Linked DNA regions of Mus musculus: regions 1, 2, 3, 4, 5 and 7 are each linked to region 6. The links are chromatin contacts, called in public Hi-C, HiChIP or PLAC-seq and promoter capture Hi-C maps. All regions are on one chromosome and are shown on one strand. Each heading gives the region's core, a stretch centred on a gene start, on an enhancer-like site or on the middle of the called end of the contact. The rest is flanking DNA. Distances are from core to core; before and after follow the strand shown.

The links. Promoter capture Hi-C pulls out the DNA fragments that hold promoters and counts their contacts. Hi-C and Micro-C count contacts between places; a contact is called where the count stands out from the background. HiChIP or PLAC-seq counts read pairs in DNA pulled down with a chosen protein or histone mark.
Region 1: an H3K4me3 HiChIP or PLAC-seq map of the SCID.adh cell line shows a contact between it and region 6, with 15 read pairs. The contact joins the enhancer-like site here to the promoter of Dcp1a in region 6. A contact is called at or near these places in 17 of 39 promoter capture datasets (the 3T3-L1 cell line, 3T3-L1-derived adipocytes, the C10 cell line and 10 more), 1 of 15 datasets of contacts at CTCF or cohesin (embryonic stem cells), 10 of 484 Hi-C or Micro-C datasets (B cells, CD4 T cells, the CH12 cell line and 6 more), 21 of 115 datasets of contacts at active chromatin or transcription factors (DN3 thymocytes, the SCID.adh cell line, T-cell acute lymphoblastic leukemia and 12 more) and 4 of 9 other capture datasets (adipose tissue, liver, macrophages and 1 more).
Region 2: a contact with region 6 is called in an H3K4me3 HiChIP or PLAC-seq map of forebrain, with 4 times the contacts expected there. The contact joins the enhancer-like site here to the promoter of Dcp1a in region 6. A contact is called at or near these places in 13 of 39 promoter capture datasets (3T3-L1-derived adipocytes, the C10 cell line, the HPC-7 cell line and 10 more), 3 of 484 Hi-C or Micro-C datasets (bone marrow-derived macrophages, embryonic stem cells and nephron progenitors), 14 of 115 datasets of contacts at active chromatin or transcription factors (the NIH/3T3 cell line, bone marrow-derived dendritic cells, bone marrow-derived macrophages and 11 more) and 4 of 9 other capture datasets (adipose tissue, liver, macrophages and 1 more).
Region 3: an H3K4me3 HiChIP or PLAC-seq map of bone marrow-derived macrophages shows a contact between it and region 6, with 6 times the contacts expected there. The contact joins the enhancer-like site here to the promoter of Dcp1a in region 6. A contact is called at or near these places in 19 of 39 promoter capture datasets (the 3T3-L1 cell line, 3T3-L1-derived adipocytes, the C10 cell line and 13 more), 1 of 15 datasets of contacts at CTCF or cohesin (pro-B cells), 1 of 484 Hi-C or Micro-C datasets (bone marrow-derived macrophages), 26 of 115 datasets of contacts at active chromatin or transcription factors (the 230-238 cell line, DN3 thymocytes, the NIH/3T3 cell line and 19 more) and 5 of 9 other capture datasets (adipose tissue, embryonic stem cells, liver and 2 more).
Region 4: a promoter capture Hi-C map of the HPC-7 cell line shows a contact between it and region 6, with 6 times the contacts expected there. The contact joins the enhancer-like site here to the promoter of Dcp1a in region 6. A contact is called at or near these places in 18 of 39 promoter capture datasets (the 3T3-L1 cell line, 3T3-L1-derived adipocytes, the C10 cell line and 11 more), 4 of 484 Hi-C or Micro-C datasets (bone marrow-derived macrophages, cortical neurons, liver and 1 more), 18 of 115 datasets of contacts at active chromatin or transcription factors (bone marrow-derived macrophages, craniofacial prominence, embryonic basal ganglia and 10 more) and 5 of 9 other capture datasets (adipose tissue, embryonic stem cells, liver and 2 more).
Region 5: a contact with region 6 is called in a Hi-C map of stem cell-derived neural stem cells, with 2.8 times the contacts expected there. The contact joins the enhancer-like site here to the promoter of Dcp1a in region 6. A contact is called at or near these places in 29 of 39 promoter capture datasets (the 3T3-L1 cell line, 3T3-L1-derived adipocytes, the C10 cell line and 17 more), 4 of 15 datasets of contacts at CTCF or cohesin (the NIH/3T3 cell line, large pre-B cells, pro-B cells and 1 more), 14 of 484 Hi-C or Micro-C datasets (B cells, bone marrow-derived macrophages, cortical neurons and 8 more), 43 of 115 datasets of contacts at active chromatin or transcription factors (the 230-238 cell line, CD4 T cells, the NIH/3T3 cell line and 30 more) and 5 of 9 other capture datasets (adipose tissue, embryonic stem cells, liver and 2 more).
Region 7: a contact with region 6 is called in an H3K4me3 HiChIP or PLAC-seq map of bone marrow-derived macrophages, with 8 times the contacts expected there. The contact joins the enhancer-like site here to the promoter of Dcp1a in region 6. A contact is called at or near these places in 18 of 39 promoter capture datasets (the 3T3-L1 cell line, 3T3-L1-derived adipocytes, the C10 cell line and 10 more), 4 of 484 Hi-C or Micro-C datasets (bone marrow-derived macrophages, embryonic stem cells and immediate neuronal precursor), 17 of 115 datasets of contacts at active chromatin or transcription factors (acute myeloid leukemia, bone marrow-derived macrophages, craniofacial prominence and 9 more) and 2 of 9 other capture datasets (adipose tissue and pancreatic islet).

What each region holds. Positions count from the first base shown.
Region 1 is chr14:30,025,765-30,028,911 of GRCm38.p6, reverse strand. The region is part of intron 1 of Chdh (choline dehydrogenase); the gene reads right to left. It also overlaps the pseudogene Gm18760. Among named protein-coding and RNA genes, the nearest start is that of Gm35449, 6.2 kb to the right of the region's middle. Within about 2 kb of position 1,346, at least 7 of the 459 cell types and tissues checked have an H3K27ac peak or open chromatin away from gene starts, as enhancers often do. A contact at or near this core is called in the SCID.adh cell line, where this site is marked.
Region 2 is chr14:30,162,557-30,165,886 of GRCm38.p6, reverse strand. The region is part of intron 8 of Cacna1d (calcium channel, voltage-dependent, L type, alpha 1D subunit); the gene reads left to right. Among named protein-coding and RNA genes, the nearest start is that of Gm52107, 60 kb to the left of the region's middle. Within about 2 kb of position 1,401, at least 33 of the 459 cell types and tissues checked have an H3K27ac peak or open chromatin away from gene starts, as enhancers often do. A contact at or near this core is called in forebrain, neural stem cells and pancreatic islet, where this site is marked.
Region 3 is chr14:30,107,773-30,111,079 of GRCm38.p6, reverse strand. Cacna1d (calcium channel, voltage-dependent, L type, alpha 1D subunit) reads left to right here. Exons shown (of 47, transcript NM_001083616.2): 20 at 1-14; 21 at 3,235-3,294. Among named protein-coding and RNA genes, the nearest start is that of Gm52106, 36 kb to the right of the region's middle. Within about 2 kb of position 1,814, at least 6 of the 459 cell types and tissues checked have an H3K27ac peak or open chromatin away from gene starts, as enhancers often do. A contact at or near this core is called in bone marrow-derived macrophages, where this site is marked.
Region 4 is chr14:30,053,860-30,056,878 of GRCm38.p6, reverse strand. All of the region lies in intron 39 of Cacna1d (calcium channel, voltage-dependent, L type, alpha 1D subunit), which reads left to right. Among named protein-coding and RNA genes, the nearest start is that of Gm52106, 18 kb to the left of the region's middle. Within about 2 kb of position 1,763, at least 33 of the 459 cell types and tissues checked have an H3K27ac peak or open chromatin away from gene starts, as enhancers often do. A contact at or near this core is called in the HPC-7 cell line, cortical neurons, embryonic brain and 2 more, where this site is marked.
Region 5 is chr14:30,135,751-30,139,180 of GRCm38.p6, reverse strand. All of the region lies in intron 9 of Cacna1d (calcium channel, voltage-dependent, L type, alpha 1D subunit), which reads left to right. Among named protein-coding and RNA genes, the nearest start is that of Gm52106, 64 kb to the right of the region's middle. Within about 2 kb of position 1,995, at least 44 of the 459 cell types and tissues checked have an H3K27ac peak or open chromatin away from gene starts, as enhancers often do. A contact at or near this core is called in B cells, the SCID.adh cell line, T-cell acute lymphoblastic leukemia and 7 more, where this site is marked.
Region 6 is chr14:30,477,865-30,480,875 of GRCm38.p6, reverse strand. It overlaps Dcp1a (decapping mRNA 1A), which reads right to left and starts at 1,311. Exons shown (of 10, transcript NM_133761.3): 1 at 1,060-1,311. The coding sequence starts at 1,254. It also overlaps a transcript of Cacna1d not described here.
Region 7 is chr14:30,194,949-30,197,909 of GRCm38.p6, reverse strand. Cacna1d (calcium channel, voltage-dependent, L type, alpha 1D subunit) reads left to right here. Exons shown (of 47, transcript NM_001083616.2): 4 at 1,047-1,186. Among named protein-coding and RNA genes, the nearest start is that of Gm52107, 28 kb to the left of the region's middle. Within about 2 kb of position 1,414, at least 72 of the 459 cell types and tissues checked have an H3K27ac peak or open chromatin away from gene starts, as enhancers often do. A contact at or near this core is called in bone marrow-derived macrophages, forebrain, hippocampal neurons and 3 more, where this site is marked.

The DNA of each region.
Region 1 (3,147 bases), core at 97-2,596, 450 kb after region 6:
CAGACAAAAACATCAAAGAAAAGAGAACTATAGATCAGTATCGCTTATGAACAAAGATGAATAAGCATCCTGGGATGGGTCTCACAGAGGGCCAGTACAGCTGGGGGTAGGAGGGGAAGGTGGCCAGACAAGAAAAATCTCTCAACTAAATTTTAGAACTCAAATCCAGATAGTTTGTAGCAGCAGGTTCAGAAGGTAATAATTACCTGCTCTCCAGGATGATGGCCTGTATTCAGACCTTGGAGGCCACATGCTAGGAGAGAACTATTTCCCCACCAACTGTCCTCTGACCTCCACACACATGCCACAACATTCTGTGTTACACTTGCATATCACACAAACACACACACACACAAATAAATTTAAAATGTTTTTAGAGTTTTGATTCTAGTTCTACATAAAAATAAACAAACAAACTTATGTACCACATTCAAGCAGTTTGGTCCCCGGGTGTTCATCGTGTGAAACATTTCACATGTGAAAATCAGTTCATGGGGCTCTGGGTTTGTGTACATTCCCTCCGAGACCTACAGGCTGGTCTCCCTACCTCAGACTCCAAAATAGGATAAGCATTCACGCATTTCATGTGCAGAAAAGGACTTTCTTCCTGCGTCCAAATCCAATATCAAGAAAGTGTGGATGGCAGAAGAGAAAAGATCACATGACAAAAGGAAACAGATTCAGGCGGTACTACCTCAGAGAGCAAGCACCTTGTGCTGGAAGACTGCTTACAGGGAAGGAGCTGGTGAGGAGTGGCCTGAAGGTCACGCATGCCACCCCACCAGGAGTTAAAGAAGGCAAAGAGAGAGAAGGAATGGGAGAAGATACAGAATACAAATATGAGTGACAGAAAAGAACTCCAGGAGAACAATAAACCAAAGATGACACAAAGATCAGAAATCAGCCCATTGGCGCATCGGTACTCAGGTTCAAAATGTGAGGTGTATTAAATGTCAAGTGGGGTCACGCCTGCACAGAGGGAGACTGCCCCTTGCTTGGTCTTCCTGGAATCAATTCAAGTTCACTTCCTCCTGAGGTCTCAGGGCCATCGAGGCACCCCTTGGAGCTAATAGCAGAGATGAGAGACGGTGTCCATGCACTGAAATGAAGTGTACTGGAGAGACACTCGACTGCAAGGGATCTACTGCAGGACTGTGTTGCCAGTGATGGTAAAGAAAACCCCAATGTTGGCTTCTTAAAGTCACTGACAACCAAACAAAAGCTTCAAAGAGACTGGATAGACTTGAAAAAAGAAAAAAAAGAATAAGAAAAGAGAAGTGCACATGGAAGAGAGAGCACCCAGTGAGCACCCAGTGAGGCGAGCACAGCAGCGCCACCCAGTGGGGAGGGCACAGGGACACCTGCCTGAGAGTCAGAGGGCTCCATTTTTCTCACTGAGTATCTCTAGCCAGGCCAACTTACACTCTATCATCTCTCTAATAATAATAACAACAACAACAACAATAATAGAAAGTCTCTTAATTTTCCATTTTTGCAAATTGTCATTTCAAGTAAAAAAACAACACTACTACCACTAGGTTGAACTTTGCAGATATTTTAGGCGATCTATTTAGGCATATAGAAAAAAAACTTATTTTCCCTGTTGACAACCTCTTTCTTATGCCTTCTACCAGATTTAAAACATATAAGTAGTTATGTGATTTCTGTTGTTGTTGTTGTTCTGAAACACTATTAAAACTGCCAATCACCTCTAATCCCAGTACTTTTGAGGCAGAGGCGAGTGGATCTCTGTGAATTCAAAATCAGTCTTGTTCACATAGCAAATTCCAGGTTGAACATAGTGAGACTCTGTCTGGAAAAAAAATGGAAAATAAAAGAAAGGGAGGAAGAAACAAAGAAAATTATCATGAGGTGAAGAAATAAGAGGTACAGAGAAAGCATTGGGCAAAAAATTTTTTAAAGTACCTTTCTGCTGCCCAACATGATAAAGGTTATCTACAAAACCTCTGTCGTGGCAAGGAATGCAGACACTTTCCCACCAAAACCAGGAGCAAGGCAAATCGATTCTAACATCACATTGGACATTGCAGCTTAACTTAACAGTCAAATGGAGGAAACTCAAAAGGCATGGGGGTTGGACATGAATGCTTCTGGCCAACAAGATCATCTGTGTAGGAAATCTGAAAAAAAAAAAAAAACTGACCAAAAAGGTCCCTGGACCTAACAAGCAGCTCCAGGGGGACCTCGGGAGACAGAGTCAAGGTGCGAGTATCAGTCACACTCCGAAATGCCAGCAGGGAGCATGGGCCACTGAAGGGGAGACACAGTTCCACTGAATTGAATGTGCCCAGTGAGAAGGAATAAATCAAAACACCTTTGCAGTTGGACATCTACCAAACCCTACAGAAAATCACCAAAGAAAACCTAGCTACACGGGGTGATATTCTTTATTTGTGGGTAGGGAGATTCAATTCTGTCTTTATTCTTTACCATTTAACTTATGAATCAGTGCAATCCCTTTAAGTACCCCAGCAAGATTTGTAAGTATTAATAACCTGATCCAAAATTTATATGCAGACACAAAAGACCTCAAAAAAGCCAATGCAATGTTCAAAGAATATTAAGTTATAGGGCTGGCATTATTCAATCTCCAGGCTTGCTGGAACCACCGTCAAAGAAACAGGCAGCCATCAACAGAGCAGGGCAGAGCTCAGAAGCTAAGTCATGTAAATAGGCCAACAAAGCAGTGGGATGGAGCAGAAATGGCCTTTTCAACAGAGGGTACCAGAGCCACTGAAACACACAAGAGAAGCTAGACTTGGACATAGCTTCAAAGTTCAAAATGGATCCCAAACCCAAGTCTAAAACACAAAGCATATTAAAAAAATAAATAAAAAATAAAAAATAAAATTCAAGAGCACAATAGGAAAGCCCAATGTGTGTGTGGGGTGGCTGACAATGACTTCCTAAAATAGAGCGCCAAAGGCAAAAACTAAACACAAAGCTAAAAACTGGTAAACCAGATCTCATCAAAATTAAAAAAGTCTACTAAGATACTGTCAAGAGAAAGAAAGGACAAGCCACTGACTGCACTTGAGATGAAGGACTGTCACATAAAATACACACATCATAAACTAAACTGCTAAGTATACCTAACAAACGTCCTGATTACCAAGTGAGTCAAAG
Region 2 (3,330 bases), core at 152-2,651, 320 kb after region 6:
ACACCAGACCCAGACAGAGATGAAGCATGGCTGCTTTTGTGAAGCCTCAGCTTCCGAAATAAAGATGGATGGTTACAGAGAAAGTGGGGCGGGAAGGTGGTAACGTCCCTGGAGAGACTTAAGACCACACTTTGTCAGAATTTTGCAGAATAGAGTCAGGCTTACAGCATGGGGAGTCGGTCCTTGGTCCAGTTATAGTCATGGCATTATGAGCTAGGAAATCTCTGCTGCCTTCTTGGATACTGGTTTATGGGGCAAAACACCACATTTTCGGGTATTTTCTAAGTGAAGACATATGCCATGGGAATAGTCATTCTACATGTTTCATGATAGTTTATATCTTACTACCAAAACCTATTGATAAATAGTGAACAGCAGGATTTCTACATTCCTGTATCTACACCTCTGACATATTCGCATCATAGAAAAGCAGTCAGACTGTATGCAGAGTTAAGAGGTATAGCACCCAGGTCCTGAGCTGCCATTAGCCCATCTTGGAAAACAGAAATATAATGTGCTGAGGTAATGAGAACCCATGGCTTGAACAACAAAACCCTTTTGGCAAATGGAAGTCTAGCCTTTCCCAGGAATGGTAGCTTACACCTTTAATATCAGCACTCAGGAGGCAGAGGTAGGCAGATCTCCATAAGGGTTCAAGACCAACTTGGTCTACGTAGTGTGTTAACATGGCAAACAGGGCTACATAGAGAGAGCTTGCCTGAGAGAAGAGGATGGTGGAGAGCTCCTTACAGAACCCTCTTACACTTAGGTGTTTTCTTCTGTATGGAATTACTCTCTGAGCTCCCAGAATCTCAGAGACACCTCTGAGGGTCACTTTAAGCAAAAGACTCCAAAATATTGCATAATTTCACTCGAGTTGAATGAGGCTGTCTGGAAAGCCTGTCCTCATAACTGGGTGTCCTTCTTGGACTTTGGGGTCATGTTATGAGTGGAATTGATGCTGAGGTTGGGGTACTGAAAAGAGCCACAGTCCTCTAGGGATGCTCTTTGGTTTAGCTTTGGTAAAGTATGAAATTAAGCCACAATCTGACTTTAAAGAGAAAAATACCCAATTTCTCTTTTCTAATAAAGAACCAAGCTAAACATGCATATATATCTACTCTGGACATTAAGCTTTCTTGTTGCGTAGCTGACAGAGAAACCCCAAGAGCTGCACGTACCAAAGTCCCAGAAGTGCGCAGGCTGGTAGCCACACCTGACATCAACAAGTAAGCGTGACCTCTCTGCTGCTGGCTGGCAGCTGCTGTTTCCATAGAAATGGCTGTTGGATCAGTGGAAACGAGGTAAGAGAAAGTTTTCGCTGATGCTTGTTCCTTCAAGCTGACGCTTGTTTCCTTGGCAACAGCAGTGGACAGCAGCCAGGCTCTAGAAACAGATTCAGTAGAGCACTCACTTGTCAGCTGTGGCTATCATCTGCTCCTGACCACACTGTCTTTGATAGCACTGAGCAGAGGCCTCTGAGGACCTGGCAGGCTCCGCTGGCCTCATGTGCCCTCCTGGGCATCCATCTTGCCCGTGGCAAACTGTGTCCAAAGCAGACCGTCAGCAATCTCCTCCCCACCTGTGCTCATCTTGTTACGCAGCTCAGAAGGCAGAAGGTTGTCGAGGGCAATGATACTGCAGAGGCGACCGTGGAGTGTGTTGGTCTCAAGTCCTAGGGGAGTAGAATTCATTACAGTGATTTTATGCACAGACTCAGCTCTTCTCAAAGCTGGTGATACCTTAATAGTTGAAATTAAAGCCATAATTTTCATGCGTTCCTCATCCTGCTGGTGGCCATCACTGTTGCCTACAATGAAAAGAATGTTTATGAGTTTAATAACTCGACTTCTTGTAAGAAACATATTAATGACAGTCTCTAAGATGTTACTGCCATCTTCTGCCAGATCCTTTCCTTCTGCTCAGTGTTCTTATATAGGCTAGTAAGATTGCTTCCATGCCTCAGGTATCGGCTCTGTAGGGCAGCTTGGTATCTATACAAAGATAGCATGTCTACCATATGTGCAACTTCTTGTTACAGTTCAGTACCTGCTTCTTCTTGGGGTTTTGATTTTATTTCGGCACCTTGCCCGTGTGAGACAGCGTGCGTAGGGCCCAGCACACAAGGCAGAACGTTGAGAGGGTCTGGGTAAGTTATTTGCCCTAAACGCCTCAAAGACACATTTTCGTTAAGAGGATTCTTTTTCTGAAGAAGAAGGGGGTTGGGAGGAGGGAAGCCATGCAAATCATAGCTGTCTCTTTGAGAAACAGCTGAGATATGAACCTGCGGTGCTGGCAGAATGTGGGTTTGGGCATCCAGATGAACTATGGGAAGCTATGTACTGTCTCCCTTTTCTTTAGTTTTCTGGAACACGGTGACTTTGTCTGGAGGCAGTGCTGAGCGACTGACTGACCCGTAAAAAGTCTGTGCCATCTAGTTAGGTTCAAACAACAGACAAGACAAAGTAGTGTCTTATTCGACTCCTCTTAATTCTCTCCCCTTCTCTCCTATTTAAAAAAGAATGGCTTTTCCTTTATCTGATGAGTAATGTTTGAGTGCCCACACAGAGGAGCTGTATTTACCCAGTGCCACACTAGCCACCGTGGTTACTGTAACGAGTTCAGAGCAGAGACCTGGGCATGGTAACATGGGCCTGCAATTCTAGCACAGGGACATAGGCATGGGAGTCATGAGTTCAAGACCACCCTGAGCTATGTAGAAAGGTGATTTTTTTTTGTCATTATGAAACATGCTTAATCAAGAAGGTAAACTTATGGTGAAAAACCTTTACAAATGCTCTGAGAATAGGAGAGGCCATGTGGTGGCACAGCTATGGTGGAGGTGTGTGGCAGTGTCCCGGGGCACTGAAGGCTGAAGAAACATCTGCCATAGACAGGCATAGTGCAGAGACAGAAGGCACTGAGCTTCTATCAGGGCCGGACCATGGGAAGAAGCAGAAGACATTGGAGAAACTAAACAAAGCTGGGAAGGCAGAGACTGAGGACCTGAGGGCTCTGGGAGGCAGGGACAAAGGGGGAGAACTGGCTAACAGAGCTGAGATCTCCTGGGTCCTTGTAGAGCCTGTGGTAAGCTTTGATCATGGCTGAAGAGTAGAGAAATCACACACACACACACACACACACACACAAAAGGTCAAGAATTGGTGTGATTTAAAATTTAATTTTATAAAAATTATAATATTCACATGTCTTCAGATTACCTTTAAAAATGTTCCAGGAGTGAGATTGTATTGTTAGTCATCTAGAGAGATGCATAGAGAGATGATAATGGAGATTTAGCAGATGTTATTTGTGGAATCCAGCTGGTAG
Region 3 (3,307 bases), core at 565-3,064, 370 kb after region 6:
CATTCCGCAACACGGTAAGCCTCTGAGAGAGGAGATGAGGGTGGGACCACCCTGGGGGTCAGCCCCAGCCTGCCTGTGTCAGGCACCATCCAGACAGCAGGCCCAAGTGTGGGAGGCTTGGACTAGAGCTTCCTGTGCTCGCTGTGTGTGGTGCCAGGGGTTGCTTTCTCTGGACGAAGTGAGTGGAGATGCTCGATTACAAAGAAGCCTCTATAATATTGCTCGTGTCTTCAGGGACTTCTTCATTCCTTTCTTCTTACTATGGGGTTTCCCGTTCCTTACTAGAGGCACACTGATAGCTCATTAGAGTCCTAAGGGGAGGAGATAAACTTGAAACCACCCTGAGTAGGTTCAGGAACTCTGACCTTGGCTAGTGAAAGCCCTCTCTTATGTGAATTTACCTAAAGCTGCGCAGCTACCCCACTGGTGAGAGACACAGATCAGGGAGAAGACGTGAGACCAAGTTGAAAGGGGCAACAGGCGGTAGTTACATCTTTGATTATTCACCCAGCGTCATAGCTTAAGGATACACTTCTCATTCAATTTTCCCTATCAGGCTGCCCAGAGCCTTTAAAAACCAATTCCCCTTCTCCCCCAAAAATGTAAAATTCAAAGGAAGCTAATGCTGGAGAAGTCAGTGTATTTGTTGCTATTGTTGGATTTGATTTTGTCTCCCAATGGAGCTATTTTGAGTATGAATATGTTGCAAAAGATCACCAATATCTGAGACTATTAATGATACTATGTTATACTTGCAGATAGGAACACGTTGTCCCCTGAAAGTCTCCACCCAGCAGCTGACTCAGATACAGACATCCACAGCAAAACAGGGATAGGGCTTGGCACTGATGTATCTGTGTTAGAAGATACTTGTTTCTACATTAGTCTTTGCTTCAGGATCTCTTCCCTAGCAGTTCATCTAACTCAGCACTGAGCAAAGGCCAAAGACTCGTTCAGACAGCCATGGGCCCGTTGGCCATCGCATCTGGATCTTGAAAGGCAGTGTCTGATGCTGCCGAGGTACTGCCCGGGAGAGGCAGCATAAGCACAGCCTACCTCTTATGCCAGCAGCTCAGTGCCAGGCTTTGTCTCAGTAACCACGCCTTCACGTTATAGCTCCCCATTCCAGTTCCTGGCAAACCTATTGGTGATGAAAGGATGCTCTCAGGAGAATACGGAAGGGACATTTCCCAGTGGCTCAGGGAGCATCCCTATAAAGATGAAGGCAGTGAGCCTGCCTCAGGCCATCCTCACAGACTCAGCTTTGATTTGAGATCCCCCAAGCCATCTTCATTTAGCATTTAAACGGAGTGGACACACACCCCTCTGTCCTTGAGCTCCATCATAAAAATGGAGCACAGGGCAGGAGGGTGTTTAGAGACTAATCATGATGTCACAGGGCAGGGGCTAGTGCAGGTTAAGTGTGTCATCGTCTCTTTCCCAGTATTCAGTTCCTTGGTTTTCCTTGTCTTTCGGGTGTGTGCTGCTGTTATAACACTACAGAGTTTCATTTTAGCAATAGCTGAGTTTCTAGTGACAAGGGGAGTAGAGGCCACATGAAGAAAGTACTTAAGTCTAAGAACTGGGATTGGCCCCTGGGTACCACATTAGTGTGGCTGCCAGGTACTTTCAGTGTGGGAAGAGAGGATGAGGGAAAGGTGGGGGCAGGGGGCTGATAGTTGACTAGAAAATACACAGTTAGGCAAAGCTGCTCTAGCATTGCCTAGTAGTGCAGAAATGGGAAGTTTGGGACAGGGTTACCTCTGAGGAGAGCTCCCCTACTTCCATGGAAGAGACGCACAGCTCCCCCTTCTGTGGAGGAGAGGTATTGCATGCTCCAGCGGTGACTCCTATAAAGGAGATAACAAAGCCCTCAGACTCTGGACTACACCCACCAACCTCTTTGCCTGTGACTGGCTTTGTGGCCTGAGCAGATGTCCCTGCCCTAGGCCAAATGGTCTCTACAGTCCTTCCAACACCAATATCTTCAGTTCTTTCAAAACCATAGATGGGCTGCTAAGACAGGTCAGTAGCAAAGGGCACTTGTCACCATGCCTGGCCACCTGAGATCACTTCCCGGGACTCAGATGGTAGAAGAAAAGAACTGATAGCTAAAAGTTGTCCTCTGACCTTTATACATATACTGTGGCATATGCATGTGTCACAGACAATAGGTAGATAGATAGACAGACAGATGCAATAAAGCCACAGCACACATATCCATGAGATCAGCACCCAGGACAAGCTTGTGTACTGGCAGTTTTGCCTGATATCTTTCCAGTTGAGAGTCATGGGGTCCTCAGCACACTATGAGTAAGCTTGTTGCGGTGGTTGGACTTCTTGTTCCTGGCCCACTTGCCCTGATTCTGAGTCTTAGTGGCTCTAAAAAAAATCAAGAACCTTGCGTCAGGAGCTCAGAAGATTTTATAGATAATAGGTGACATTTTCAGGAATGCCAATAGAGCAGCCTATACTAAAAATTGGAATGCTACGTCAGTATAGTCTTTGCATGGACCCAGAAAGGCCAGAGTCAGCCTTGAAAGAAAGCAGAGTTTACAGAGCGTGGCAGGAGGAAGACACTAAGTACAAATCATGGTCACAGACTGAGCCATCCCAGCATATGTGGGTGGGTTCAGGACATTACTTGATGATTACATTGTCCGGGGTGGACAGGAACACGTGAAATTTTCTGACTTCATTTGATGCAATTAGCATTTTTACTTATGCTTTTTATAATTAAAAACAGTAGCCATATGGTGCTGGGAATAGATCCCCGGGGCCTTGTGCTTGGTTGGCACCCTTGACTCCTTCACTGACATTGTATTTCTTCACCAATATGAGGCACAGCTAGATAGCAGAGCATTTCATTCAAGTTCAAAACTGCCAAAGGTGTGTGAGTCTCATTTATCAGGTGCTACAACCCACTGGGAGCCCATGCAGAGGGAAGTTTATTAACACAAGACTTTCAGAAACAAGTCCCTTTGGGTCACAATAGGAGCCTGGGAAGCCAGTCAGCCGAAGTGGGTAAAGGAAGCCAGGCTCCCCAACATTCCTTGGTGGTTGCAAAGACGAGCTATGGGTGGGCGAGAGGGGTCCTTCTGAGTGTCTCAGCCTTCCCATGGGAGCAGCAGGTTGTCCTGCCTGGAGAAGGGCCTCTGGACAGAAGCTGGCGGTTCTGCTCTTGGGCATGAATCTGGCATCCTTGGGCTGACTGCTGTGTGTTGTGCCTTGCAGATACTGGGCTACTTTGACTATGCCTTCACAGCCATCTTTACGGTTGAAATCCTGTTAAAGGTAATACATTTCT
Region 4 (3,019 bases), core at 514-3,013, 420 kb after region 6:
GGAACTGCAAGTGGCCTCTCTGTTCTTTGCAGTCATAGGTTGCTTAGATAGCGCTATTAAATAACCCCTTTAGCTTTCAGAATGTGGTGGCACATATGATTTGTACAGCCCAGCGCTGGCCCTCAGTAACTCATGGTCTGATGACTCGTCAAGGAGAGGAGGGCTCGCTGTACATGAGTAATGGAGTGTCATAGCCATGATTCTAACCCTTTATATCTAACACGAGAACTGTTCACAATGGATAACAAAGGCCACACCATGACATTTCTCCTGGAGGAAGGCAGTGGTAGAATAAGGGGTGTGCCCATGTGCAGAGGAGGCGGGGGACGGCACATAGACAAGCCTGTTCATTCTTTCAGGATTTAATCTCCCATCTTCTAACAGCTAGTCTAAAACTGTTCTTTGTAATTGAGTGTGGGCCAAGTCCTGCCCCTCCCCCCTAAAATTAACCAGAACTTGTCAATAGTGAGGTGACTGCATAGAGCCAGCTTTGGTTAAATGAGGCGTGTCTGGGTTGAGGAGCAGGCTGTGCCACGGTAACGTTCTTTGGCAGGAGTCTGAAGCCCTGGCACCCACTCCGTGAAGATGGAGGGTCTCTCCCAGGGCCGCCTGGAGACTTGCCTCTCTGTCCTCCACTGCTACAGCGTAGGTCTGGGGTGGGTCTCTGGGTGTTTGTGTATGCATGCTGTGGAGTGAGAGTTGGCAGATGGCTGGCCTGACACAGGGAGCTAGTCTGGGGAAGCAGGCAGCAAATGCTTTTCAAATGCATCCAGACAGACAGCACCCCACCCTGAGGGTGAGCCAGGAAGGGAAATGGGCATTTCTGCTCCACAGCAGAGCGTCACTTTATGCTGTTGCTTCAGAGATGTTGAGAGAGAATATATTTTTGGTGACTTAATCATTAAGTAGAGTAAATATCTATAAAATTCCAATTAAATGGTGTCTAAAACTTAAAGGAGCAGTCTACAGGCAAAATGCCAACATTTCTTTTTTTAAACAAATATTTATGATAACAGCTAGCATTTTAAAGTCAACCAGAAACTAGGCTTAATCCTGTTTAATATTTTGTAAGATTGGACATCTTAAAACAAGTCAATAATGTTTATATTTTATAGCAATTCTGTGTTTATTCAAAACTATAACTCTACTGTGATGTTAATGGAATGACTTTATATGGCTATGTGTGGATTAAGTGCTAATGACCACATTTCAAATTAAAACAATATTTTTGCTGATAGAGATAGATATATAAAATATGAAAGACTAGAAAATTTTACTGACTGTAATGTTTTCTTCAAGAAAAATACTTTTTTTTTTTAGTGTTGTAAGTAATTTCTCTGAGGGTTTAAGATAGTTGTCTGTATTCTGGAACACTGGATTCTGTGCCTCTGGGGGTTTGGAACAGCCTAAGCTACCTTTTAGCTTGATATGTGTGCTAGAATAATTTTCATTCTCGTGTTTTGTGATATGTAATAAATTCAGGGTGCTGTGCTTATGCTCCATTTCAATTCTAGCTGGGAACCTGTGTGTCGGTCCCCTGCCCCCAGGTCCCACGCAAGAGAGCGAGTCAGCCCCACTCTTACCAGGTGCGCTTTGCGAACTAGGATCATGAGTTCAAAACCCTCTGCTTTCACATCTGGGAAGAGTGTTGCCTTCTCTCCTCCTGTCTCTTTAATAAATATGTTGTCATTATCTGTTTGGGGAAGTGGTACCCCAAGCCACCTGTCAACCCTCTCCATGATTTATGTTGCAAACGAACCTTCTGTCCTGTCTGTTTACTCCCCATTCCTGTCAACGAAATCCTAATCTCGTGTAACTCTGAAGGTGTGCTGGAGACAGTTTCTGTTTTCATTATGCAACTGTTACATGTGTATTTCAGTGAAATGTCAACTCATCAACGAAGGATGATGTTAAAAATTATCCAAATAAATAGTTTTCTATTTCTTTTAATGATACCTAGTCCAGTCAGTTAAATGAGAGCAAGACTGTTATTTAAACTGGCAAATGTTCCTGGCCCTATGTCTTGAGAATCCATCTGCGTTGATGTGCACAGTGTACCTGGGAGTGTCAAAGAGAATGAATATAACCCATGTTTATTTTATGGAAACAGAAGCAGGGGTTTCAAGCATTGTGTCTTATCCGAATCTCAAATACGTAATAGACCTCTCTCGAAAAGTCAGACAAGGGACTCTCACCACTCTTCTTGTGTCTTGAGAATTGCACTCTAGAGACTGAATGAGTGGGTATGTATGGCCGTACTCCACATGCCCGCAGCTGAACTGAGTAAGACCTTCTACCAACACACCCCTGGAGCTGCCTTCATGGTATTTCTGAGGAATAGAGGTGGGCCTGTTGCAGACCTAGAAAATGTGCTGGACATAAGAATCTGAGAGAGAGAGAGAGAGAGAGAGAGAGAGAGAGAGAGAGAGAGAGAGAGAGAGAGAGAGAGAGAGAGAGAACAAACTTCCAAAAACACGAGTGTATTTGTGGTTAGAAGGGCAGCAGGAAGTAGCTTTTTTTGGCACGCCATGAACTGTTTGGGACCCTGGGATATGCTGGGATATGCCTCTTTCCCTTCCTGTACATTGATATGTATGCTAGAAGACTGTCTTTACCACCTTCTGTGGTTACATAATAAGTGTGGGGTACCATGCTTAAGCTTCATGCCATTTTTAGTTGGGAATGTGTGTTTGTCCCCTCTCCCAGGAACTAAGGTTCCTTTGCCTAACATTCCTAGGTAAGACCCATAAAGCTTCGATTCCCTAGCTTGACCTTTGTCCCTACAATTCATGAAACAGAAGGACCTGCTGGTGTCCAATCACAGAAGGGTTCGGAACAAACCAGCCTTTTTGCAGAACCACCTAATGAACCAGATGTTCTTGCGGATGCAGCTGTTGTTATAAAGGGCCGCTTGAGAAGTCTCTGGACAACCTTACATTTTGAATTAACCTTTGTCACCACCGATGTTTGCAGATGACCAGCTTTGAGTATTTTGACACCAGGGGTTCTAGCTCGGCTT
Region 5 (3,430 bases), core at 746-3,245, 340 kb after region 6:
GAAGAAGAGACAGTGTGATACAAAGTTCAAGGTTACCCTTGGAGACCAGGCTCCAGGATGTGTAAAATTCTATCTCAAATAAAACAAACAAAAAAAAAAAAAAAAGAAAAGAAAAGAAAAAGAAAATCACATTTCTTTTTTTTCTTTTAATTTATAAGACAGCTTTTTAATCACAAAGTATCCCAAAGAAGTTTAGAAATGAAAATATTCTACCAAAAACCATAGAAGAAACAGCAGCAGTAGGTAGGTGGCTCACGATAAATATGAGTCCAGGTCACCTACCCTCTCTGGAGGAGCAGCTGGCAGTGCTATGACTGGGGAGACTGATGGGAGGGCCAGCCCTGGGGTCAGAGGTTGGATGCAGTGCCCACTGTCATCTGCCCTGGCCTGCTCTCCCCTGGGACGATTAAATCAGCACATGCCGTGTGGCTTTCATCACAAGCTTAAGCAGTCTGGTATTTATTTACTCAAAGGTCATGGGGCGGCAATTAGCATTTATCTGGCATTTCGTGTGTATCAGATGCTGTTCCTGGGGCTATGGGCACATGAGTTCTTATTCTTCACACTGCTCTATGAGACAGGAACTTGATGGATGAGGAAATCAGAGTGTGCCAGCCTTACATAGCCTCCCGAGGCTGCGCAGTCGTGAAGCGCTGCACTGGAGTTGGAACCCACCACTGTTGGCGCTCAGGGTAGCAGCGTGAACCTGGGAGAGTGGGGCCTAAAAAAACAAGGTGGAGTAAAGTCCCATGCAATAGCCAGCTTTATTCAGAGCATCAGACAGTTTATACTCTGGGGGTTAACAAGAGTCACCTGAGAAAAGTGTACAGTCAGGAGGACAAGACACACATGGCAAAACCATGCTTTTCCTTGGAGGAGTAAACAAGTAACAATAGCCAGTTGTAATGAATAGTCTGAAGTGAGCTCACTCCTATTCACTACTACACCCAGGAAGGGGACATAAGCGCATTCCAAAAACAACCCACATCCTGTTGCACCGAGGTTATAAGACCTCTTGTCTTAGTTACTTAGAGTTTTCTCACAAGGTCTCAGAGATCTCACACAGCTTTGTTCATGGGCTATGTTCCAACTCATGGGTATTGGAACATTTGTGCCATGTTCTTCAGGGTTAGGTTGGGGAGGGGGAACTTGCAGTGTGGAGAGAGCATGCCCTTTGTAGAAATGCAGTAGTCCCACTAAGGTGTAGGCCCGTGTTCCTATGCTTTTGCAGGCCCCAATATGGCCCCCTATACTGCCTGTGCACTCCCATTTCTGAGCATGCACATGTAGACTCTACTTTAGAGGTTAGCTGGATGGCTTGGCACGAGTTCAGAAATGCAGCACTGCTAGATGTCAGAGAGTCTGTGACTGTCTCCCTTGTGACCCGATGACCATTAGGGGCTTTAGTAACAAGGATGCTAACAGTTATGGGTGGTCATGTGTCGCTGGAGTGAAGCACATCGCTTCTCTTACCTTGGTTCTCATTTACTTCTTCTCCAGCAACTCATTAGCAATGGCCCAGTCCTTGCTAATATCTCACGAGTAAGCAACACTAGGTAACCAATCCATGTTCATACAGCAGTGGGAGGTACAGTTGTCAGAGTCCAGAGCCCACCTTCTTCACTGCCACCTGCCCTGCCCCAGAGACCAGTCCTGATTGGCATCACACTCCCAATTCATACCCAGAGCCTCTGACTCCCTGAAGGGCACTTTCCTTAAGCACTTTCTTAGATGCAAGGACAAACATAGGAGACCTGTGTCACAAACTAGATAGTAGATTGCGCATTCAGAATAGGTTCTCTGGGACAGGTTGACAAATGCCCTCAACCCTTCAGATCCTGAGCTATAGATTCCTAGCTAGGAGGAGTGGGTGGCAAAAGTGGATTGGAGACATGCCGACATGCCTCAGGCCTCCGCTGTTCCACACTGGACCAGCTGTTGCTGCCCTTTCTGCCCGCCTGCTTGCCTGCCTGCCTGCCTGCTAGGCTGCCCTGTTTGTATTGCTCTTGCTGCCCTCTACTGTCTGGTAATGGAATTGCCTGTGTTCAACCTGAAGGGGTCACGGTGGCTGATCTGCTAAGAGAGGATAAGAAGAAAAGGAAGTTTTGCTGCTTTCGACAACGCAGGGCTAAAGATCACGGTAACTTGCTGAGGTGTTCTTGCTCTGTGGAGGCTCCTTGCCTGACGTTTCTGGTTTCCTCTCCCTGTGCATAGGCATTGCGTGAGCTGCATGCGCTGTGTGGAAAGTGCCTATGTTTTAATCGCTTGGTTTCTCTGATGCTTGGTCATGCTTGGTCTTTTGGCCTTTTCCCTCAAACGTGTGGCATCACTGAGATGGCACCTTTCCGTTTGCACTGTGCCTATGAAGAAGCCTCTGAGCCAACTGAGGGAGCTCGTTTGATTCAGTGTGAATATTCTTAGCCTGGAAGACACGCTTGGAAATGCTTTTCCTTGAATGATGCTTTTAAGTTTAAACTGTTTAGAAATTCCAATAATGTTATTTGGCTGATTTTTTTTTCCAGGCTACATGTTTCAAATTGCTTCTTGGGCGTCGCTGGCTCATTTACCCAAGGCCATGCTAAAGCTAGTAATCTCAGCTTCAAGAGTAAGGGAGGTAGCCCCCCCCCAAAAAAAAAAACCAACCAAAAACAGAACAAAAGCCATCTGGGGGCACTCAGTTCTCTTCAATGAGAATAGCCTTATTTGGGAAGTATAAAGTTAAATATAAAGTTTTGTCCTAAATACTGTTGACCGCACCCTTACCCCGTCCCCAACCACTTGACAAAGCATCCAGGATCATTAACATAGAGATGTGTATACCAAGAACAGCTTGCCCAGCTGTCTGTGGGTCACTGCTGTAGCTGGGAGGCAGTGCACGCTTTGCTTGGATACCTTGGCATGGACAGCTTAGTGCTGACACCAAGATGGACCCCAGTCAGAAAGAGGAAAAAATCTTTGAGAAGACATGGACTGCAGAGGCAGATAGCCAGCTGCGCGCCAGCCGCTCACCCAGAAGAGAGATACACGGCATGGTTTTGTTGCAGTGTGAGAATGCTGAGCTCAGAGGTTAAGTGGGGTTGTCTGTGTTAGAATCCTAGCCTCCTCAGAAGGCCTGAAGAGGAAAGGCATCAGGGGATAGTCAGATGGAAAGCATTTGGCTCACAGGGCCCTAAAAGCTCGAGAAGGAAGAACTCTGTAAAGCTTGCACACCAATATAGGCCAAGGATGAAGCCGACCTGCTTGGGTTTAGTATTTACAACATGCTGATGAGTGCCTTGGGGCCTCTGTCAAGAGAGGTAACCCCTCCTGGGGGCCACTCACCTCAGTAGCAGCGTGGCCTCTGGGGTGGTTTGACGATGTGAGAGAGAGGAAGCCATCTTATCTCTTTGAGGAAGCTGGCTTCCTGGAGTGAGGAATGGCCGTTCTATTG
Region 6 (3,011 bases), core at 62-2,561:
CCAAACACAATTTATTATTTTCAGAACTTTGTTAAGAATCATGGATAGAAACCATTCTCTGCCTTAGGCAAATTTGGTAGGGTTTTAAAATAAACAACTGAAAATGTGACTAAGAAATTGTAACTCGGGGTGGGTATATAGCCCAGTGGTAGAGGAACAGTGCCTGCCTGCTATCAGGGGGTCTTGGGTTTGAGTTCCTGTACTACAAGAAATAAACAAGAAAATCGAACATTAGTATTCTTTCTTTTGCTGCAACAGCGTTAACTCGGGTTTTCAGCGCAGGTGTTGAGCTTTAATGTTCTAAAACCGAACCTCTGTATAGCCCAATGAGTGAATGAGGAAAAACGGAGCACAAGAAAAGGGGCCGTGTACACAGGTGCTTCGAGTTGAGGTTAACTAGAATCTGCGAGTAGACAAAGTAACTTCTGCAACTCTATGCCACTCACACAATCCCAAAAGAAGGGAGCCATCAAAGGTCCTAGCACTGGTCTCTTTTTCTTGCAAACGTCTCCAAGGAATCCAGTTCTTACTGAAGTAGCCTTGAAAATTTTCCTCAAATTCCAGAGATACAGAGTAGTTCGACTAAAGCTGGTCTAACTCCTGAAGCTGATTTTTAAAGCTTCAAATCCAAACCATCACATTTAGGTCGGCAGGGAAAGAGGAGCGGACTCTTCCATCAAGTACATGTATCTAAGAGTCCTCAAAGTCTTCAAACACAGGCTTTCACTCACTTGTTAAAATTAACTTGTCTCATATTTTACCAATGCAACCTCAAGCCCCGAGAACCGACCCAAAAAGACTGATCCTGCCTCGTTTCTCTCCTCCATCCGATTTCCCTGCTCTGTCTCTGGTCTACTCCTTCCGCTACATTCTTTCAATTCCGCGTGCCCCGGTCACCTCTTTGGCTCCGGACCCGGTTTTGGGAGAGGTCCCGGCCTCGCCTTTGCGGTCCTGGGCTCCTGCTTCTCTCCCCCACCCCCAATCCTCAGCTGTCTGCGCGGTCCCTTTAAGAGGCGGCAGCGGCCAGGCTGGCCTTGTCCCCGGCCGGGCCTCACTCACCCACTGGTTGGCTTTGGGGCAGAAAGTGTACAGGGCGACCTGGCCCGTGAGGTCTGCGATGCTGGTGATATAGGGGTCGTGTTGTTTCAAGGCCGCCAGACTCATCTCTTGCTCAGCTCGACTCAACAACTCCATCTTGGATCTCAGAGCCGAGCCCCTCCGGCGGGGGCGGACTGTGGAACAGGAAAGTGCCATCCAGGCAAAGTTCCCCCAGCTCAGTCAGCCCTCCACTTCCGCCTACCGGCCCAGCCTTGCCGAGCGTGGTACTTCAGCTAATCTCATCCGCTGCTCCTGTGCGCCAGGAGCCCTGGTTCCGATTTTCTTCGGGCCGCGTCTGCCGGAAGAGACAGGCCCCCGCGCCTGCGCGGTGGAGCCGTGAGCTGATAGTCCGGAGACCTCTCTCACCTGGCGGGGTGTGAACCGGTTCCCTGAATGAACCTGACTCCTGCCGGGGAGGCTGCACCCCAGCGCAGTCCCTAACTCGGGTTCCGGCGCAGAATCGAAATGCTTGCTGCTGAGGACATGAGGTCTCCACGTACCATTTAGAAAACTCAGACCTGGCTGGAGAGATGGCTCAGCGTTTAAGAGCACTGACTGCTCTTCCGAAAGGTCCTGAGTTCAAATCCCAGCAACCACATGGTGGCTCACAACCATCTGTACAGCTACAGTGTACTCATATACATAAAATAAATAAATCTTTAAAAAAAGAAAAAAGAAAACTCAGTCCAAATGAGGAAGGGGAGCTGTCCGTCACTTCTGACCTCAGAGTGCACCTTCACTCTTAACAGTTTGGTAACTTTTGAAAGAAATGTTTCAAAGCAGCCAAACTAGCCTGCCTGGAACTACAATAGACTTGGCCTACCCTCTTTTGCTCGTCTTTTTCCTCATCTGGGTCCCAGATAAATATTTCTATTGTTCTATAGAGACGTCTATTATTTAAAATAGTAAGTAGATCTCTTTTAAAAAGAAAACATTTATTGGGCATTTTAAGGGATCAGGAAGTACTAAGAGGTAAAGCAAAGTGCTCAGGCTGTTTTCATTGAGTTGCTTTAAAAACCATCGTTTCTCTTTATTGAAGACATCTCAGCACAAATGAACATTTTTGAAAGGATAAACTTTACATTTTCTCAAAGTACCCCCACATATTTGTGTTGCTTGTGGTTTTACATACTAATGGAAGGGCAAACTTTACATTCTTGACAGAACCGCGTGTGAAGCAACTACAAAAGCTGGAACAGCCGCCTATCGGTTATTCACCCTTCACTTCTGTACACACTCACTGATCTTATTGAGTGGTTGCCAGCTCCGAGCTTCCAACTCTTTTGGCTCTAGGAGAAACTAAACGCAAGCAAACAGCCCCATGATAGATGTCTCTCTTTGAATTCCAGAGGGTGGCGTCCTTATTGCCATCTGAGCCAGGAAAGGTAGTGAAGGAACCTCACTACCAGTTCCAGCATGGCAGGCAAGGTTCTGGCAGACCTTGCTCTTCTCCCCTTTTCCCTCTGCCTTGCTAAAAACTGTTAGATTTTATTCCTAACACTAGCCACCAAGGTCTAGTCCCTAATTTAGCCACTTCTTTCTCCTGAGGCCGACTACCAAAGTCCAGCTATAAAAGTATTGAAGTCCAGCAATCAAAAGCCCCCTTTAGTTCACCTAATTAATGTGCCCAATTAAAATTAAACACATCCTACTGTGGGGTTTCCCCTTTTACCTTTATTAACTGCCGTTTGCCTGTGGGCCACTTCTGCCTCGACATCCAGAGGCAGTCCTTTATTCCCTCCTCCCCAAATATCTCTCATTCCCTTCCTCCCCTCCTCTTTGTTTCCTTCCCCTTCGTCCTCTTCCCCTCTCTCCTGTCTTTGTTCATTATCCATGCTCTCTGTCCCTCTGGGGCACATTCATCTCTGTGCTAAGAACATGATGGCCTTGGGGTGTCTCGAGCCGACTTCTGA
Region 7 (2,961 bases), core at 165-2,664, 280 kb after region 6:
GGGAAGTTTTTAAATGCTGGTTCCTTCTGGGGTACCTGGCATATGGAGGAAAAGCTCACTGTTTCCTGAGCCATAGTTACTATAGCCTTCTGTAGTAGCCATGTTAGTAAGTGAAGTCCATTAGTCTACCCTAAGGATGATAGTAGCTGAGGACTCTAGAGCCCACAGAGAAAAGTTCTCATTCTTGAGATTTTGTTTTGTTTTGTTAAGTAAATTAAAGCCAGAGAATGCTGGTTGGATACTCATGGCCCTGTCCATTGAGTTTCTATCAAATTTATAGAAAGAGCCTATGTGTTTAGACCTGTTGACTGGGGCATCCTTGCTTGGGGGGTAATGTGGGTTGGAGTTGGAGAGGTTCTAGCCATCAGGCAATGCTGCAGATGGATGTGGCAATCAGATGGGAGCAGACATGGGAACTGAGATAAAGGCGGAGCTGTATCTCCAGGAGGCTGGTTAGGAGGGAGTCCATCACTGGTGCCAGCCAGGAAGAGGAGACAGGCCAGTATTAGGCATCTGAGATCCCTGCCCTCTTCTCTGTGCTGAGGGCAGTCAGATCAGAATAAGATGTCAGAGGAAAACCCAAGAAAAAAAAATAAGGGTAAAGTCCATTATGCATCTGTTCTCCCAGACGGTGTGTTCTGTGCAGAAACCACTGTCAGAATGCTTGTTTCATCCTGGTGCTTTTCTGGGCCTGATCTGGCAATCTTGGAGAAAACATGCTGTGTTGTGCAAATGTGTGCAAATAGAAAACATGCCCATGATGTCCCAGGCAGGCTCACTGCTCATGCATCAGGGCAGGTGGCAAAATGCAGTAATGCAGCCTGGAATGACAGTACTTAACACTTAGCTGCTTATGAGAAATTCAGCATCAAAATTGAAATGTTTTCCTGGTCCACATGCAGGGTAGTGATTCTAGTTCTCATGATAACATTGTCTGTTATCATGTCTGTGCGTGGTGGGGGGGGGGTGCTTCTGTCTCTGAGCTATTGATTCTGATCATTGATTCTTTCTTTCTCCACCCTTGGTGTGTTCCTTTCTCTTTACAGGAAAAAGTAGAATATGCCTTCCTGATTATTTTTACAGTGGAGACATTTCTGAAGATTATAGCGTATGGACTGTTGCTGCATCCTAATGCTTACGTTAGGAATGGATGGAATTTACTGGATTTTGTTATAGTAATTGTAGGGTAAGTCCTTGGTTTGGGAAAAACGTTTATCTGGGAATGGAGGTGAGGGCTGGATGGTAAAGGGAACACAAGCCTTCTTGGGGGAGGTGGTTATTCTTATGCCCGTGATGGCATCAGGATCTAGCAGGGGTTCTTTTAATGCTGACAGGGCTGCTGTCAATCCCTGGGCAGAGGCCTGGGTGAAGAGCTCTCATGATTGGTGTGCTTGGGGAAGTCAGTGACAGGCTGTTAGAGGAAGTCTCAGCCGCTAATGAGAGATGATTCACCTCACAGGGCCTCAAGTCTCCACAAATAGACCTGCCTGGCTGGTGGGTGGAGTCAGGTGAATGCAGCTCCTAAAAGCTAGCACCCTGCTAGTTAAAACCATGTGTATCATACGAGAGAGCCTTTCTTGCTGTGCGGTGCGCTGCTGTTTAACATCCCTTGAGCAGAGCTATTATGTTTTTATGCTGAGTTGTGGGAGAAACCTTGGCATGCCACTTTCCCATTTTAAATAACAAAACAAGCGTCTGAATAATGTCACATATCTGGCATAAAATAAAATAAACTGGAAAATGCAGAGAAGCAGGTGTTCTTTTAATACCCTCTTGTGAGAGGAAGACGCTGGTAGATTTAGTTAAAGGAGTATGTTACAATGAAAAATAGAGGTCTGTGTTGCCCCATTCCTTCCACACCCTGAGTTGTTGCCAGCAGAGGAAACACAAATCAGGTCTTTGGAGCAAACATCCACCAAGGGAGACAAGATGTAGCCCTGTTTTGGGACTCCTTACCTGGGCTGTTCTGTAAGTTACCCCTAAAATTAGGAATACTCTCTTATTTCCATCAAGAGAGCTCTTAAAAGATGTATTTGTTTTTACTTTATGTATGTGATTATTTCACCTGCACATATGTCTGGGTACTTCATGCATGTCTAGCCTCCATGGGATCCAGCAGAGGGTGTCAGATCCCTCAAACTGGAATACCATGATTTTGAGTCACTGTGAGGGTGCAGGGAATCAAACCCAAGTCCTCTGTCAGAGTAGCAGGTGCTCTTCACTGCTGAGTCCTCTCTCCAGTTTGGAGAGAGCTTTTAAAACCATCTCTCTGCCTTCCTCTTTGTGGCTTTATTCAGTTGCTGTTTGCAGGTAACTTGCAGCTTGGTTATCTTCTGGATTATCTGTATCCTGATTGCACTGGTTTTTCATTGGAGATGACTTTTTCTGTCTGTTTGGAGAGTAGCTTACGTTTGGTGGGGTGTCCTTTTACCCCGGGGAATGAAAATAAGGAAGGCCCAAAGTGGTGGCCCACTGGATGGTTATACTTACCAGGAAGAAAGCTAGCTTTTATAAAACCTCCCATTGTACATTGGCACCTATGTGTGTATTGCAGAAATAATGTATCCAAAATGAATAGGTGGCAGATAGGCGTTAAGGCAGAAGCCTCCTCTTGTTTGGAACACCTGTCACGGGCTGGCAAACTGGAGCCGCAGATGTCTCTTTGTTCTGGGAGAGTCTTGTGCTTTCCTGCCACTGGACTTTTATTAGACTAGAGAATGGAGATACATAGCTTCACTTCTTATGTCCCCATGTCACCTTAGCTTTTTCTCTGCTGGAACATTTTGCCCAACTAGAACAGCACAGGAAGAGGGAACAGAGCCAATATGGCAGTCTTACCAAGTTTAAGAGATAAAACTCCAGGAGACCTGAGTAACACAAAATGGGAAGGGAGAGAACTAGTTGAGAACTGGAGAGAGGAGAGCCCTGCACCTGGGCCTTGAGGTCCACAGGAGTCTCAGC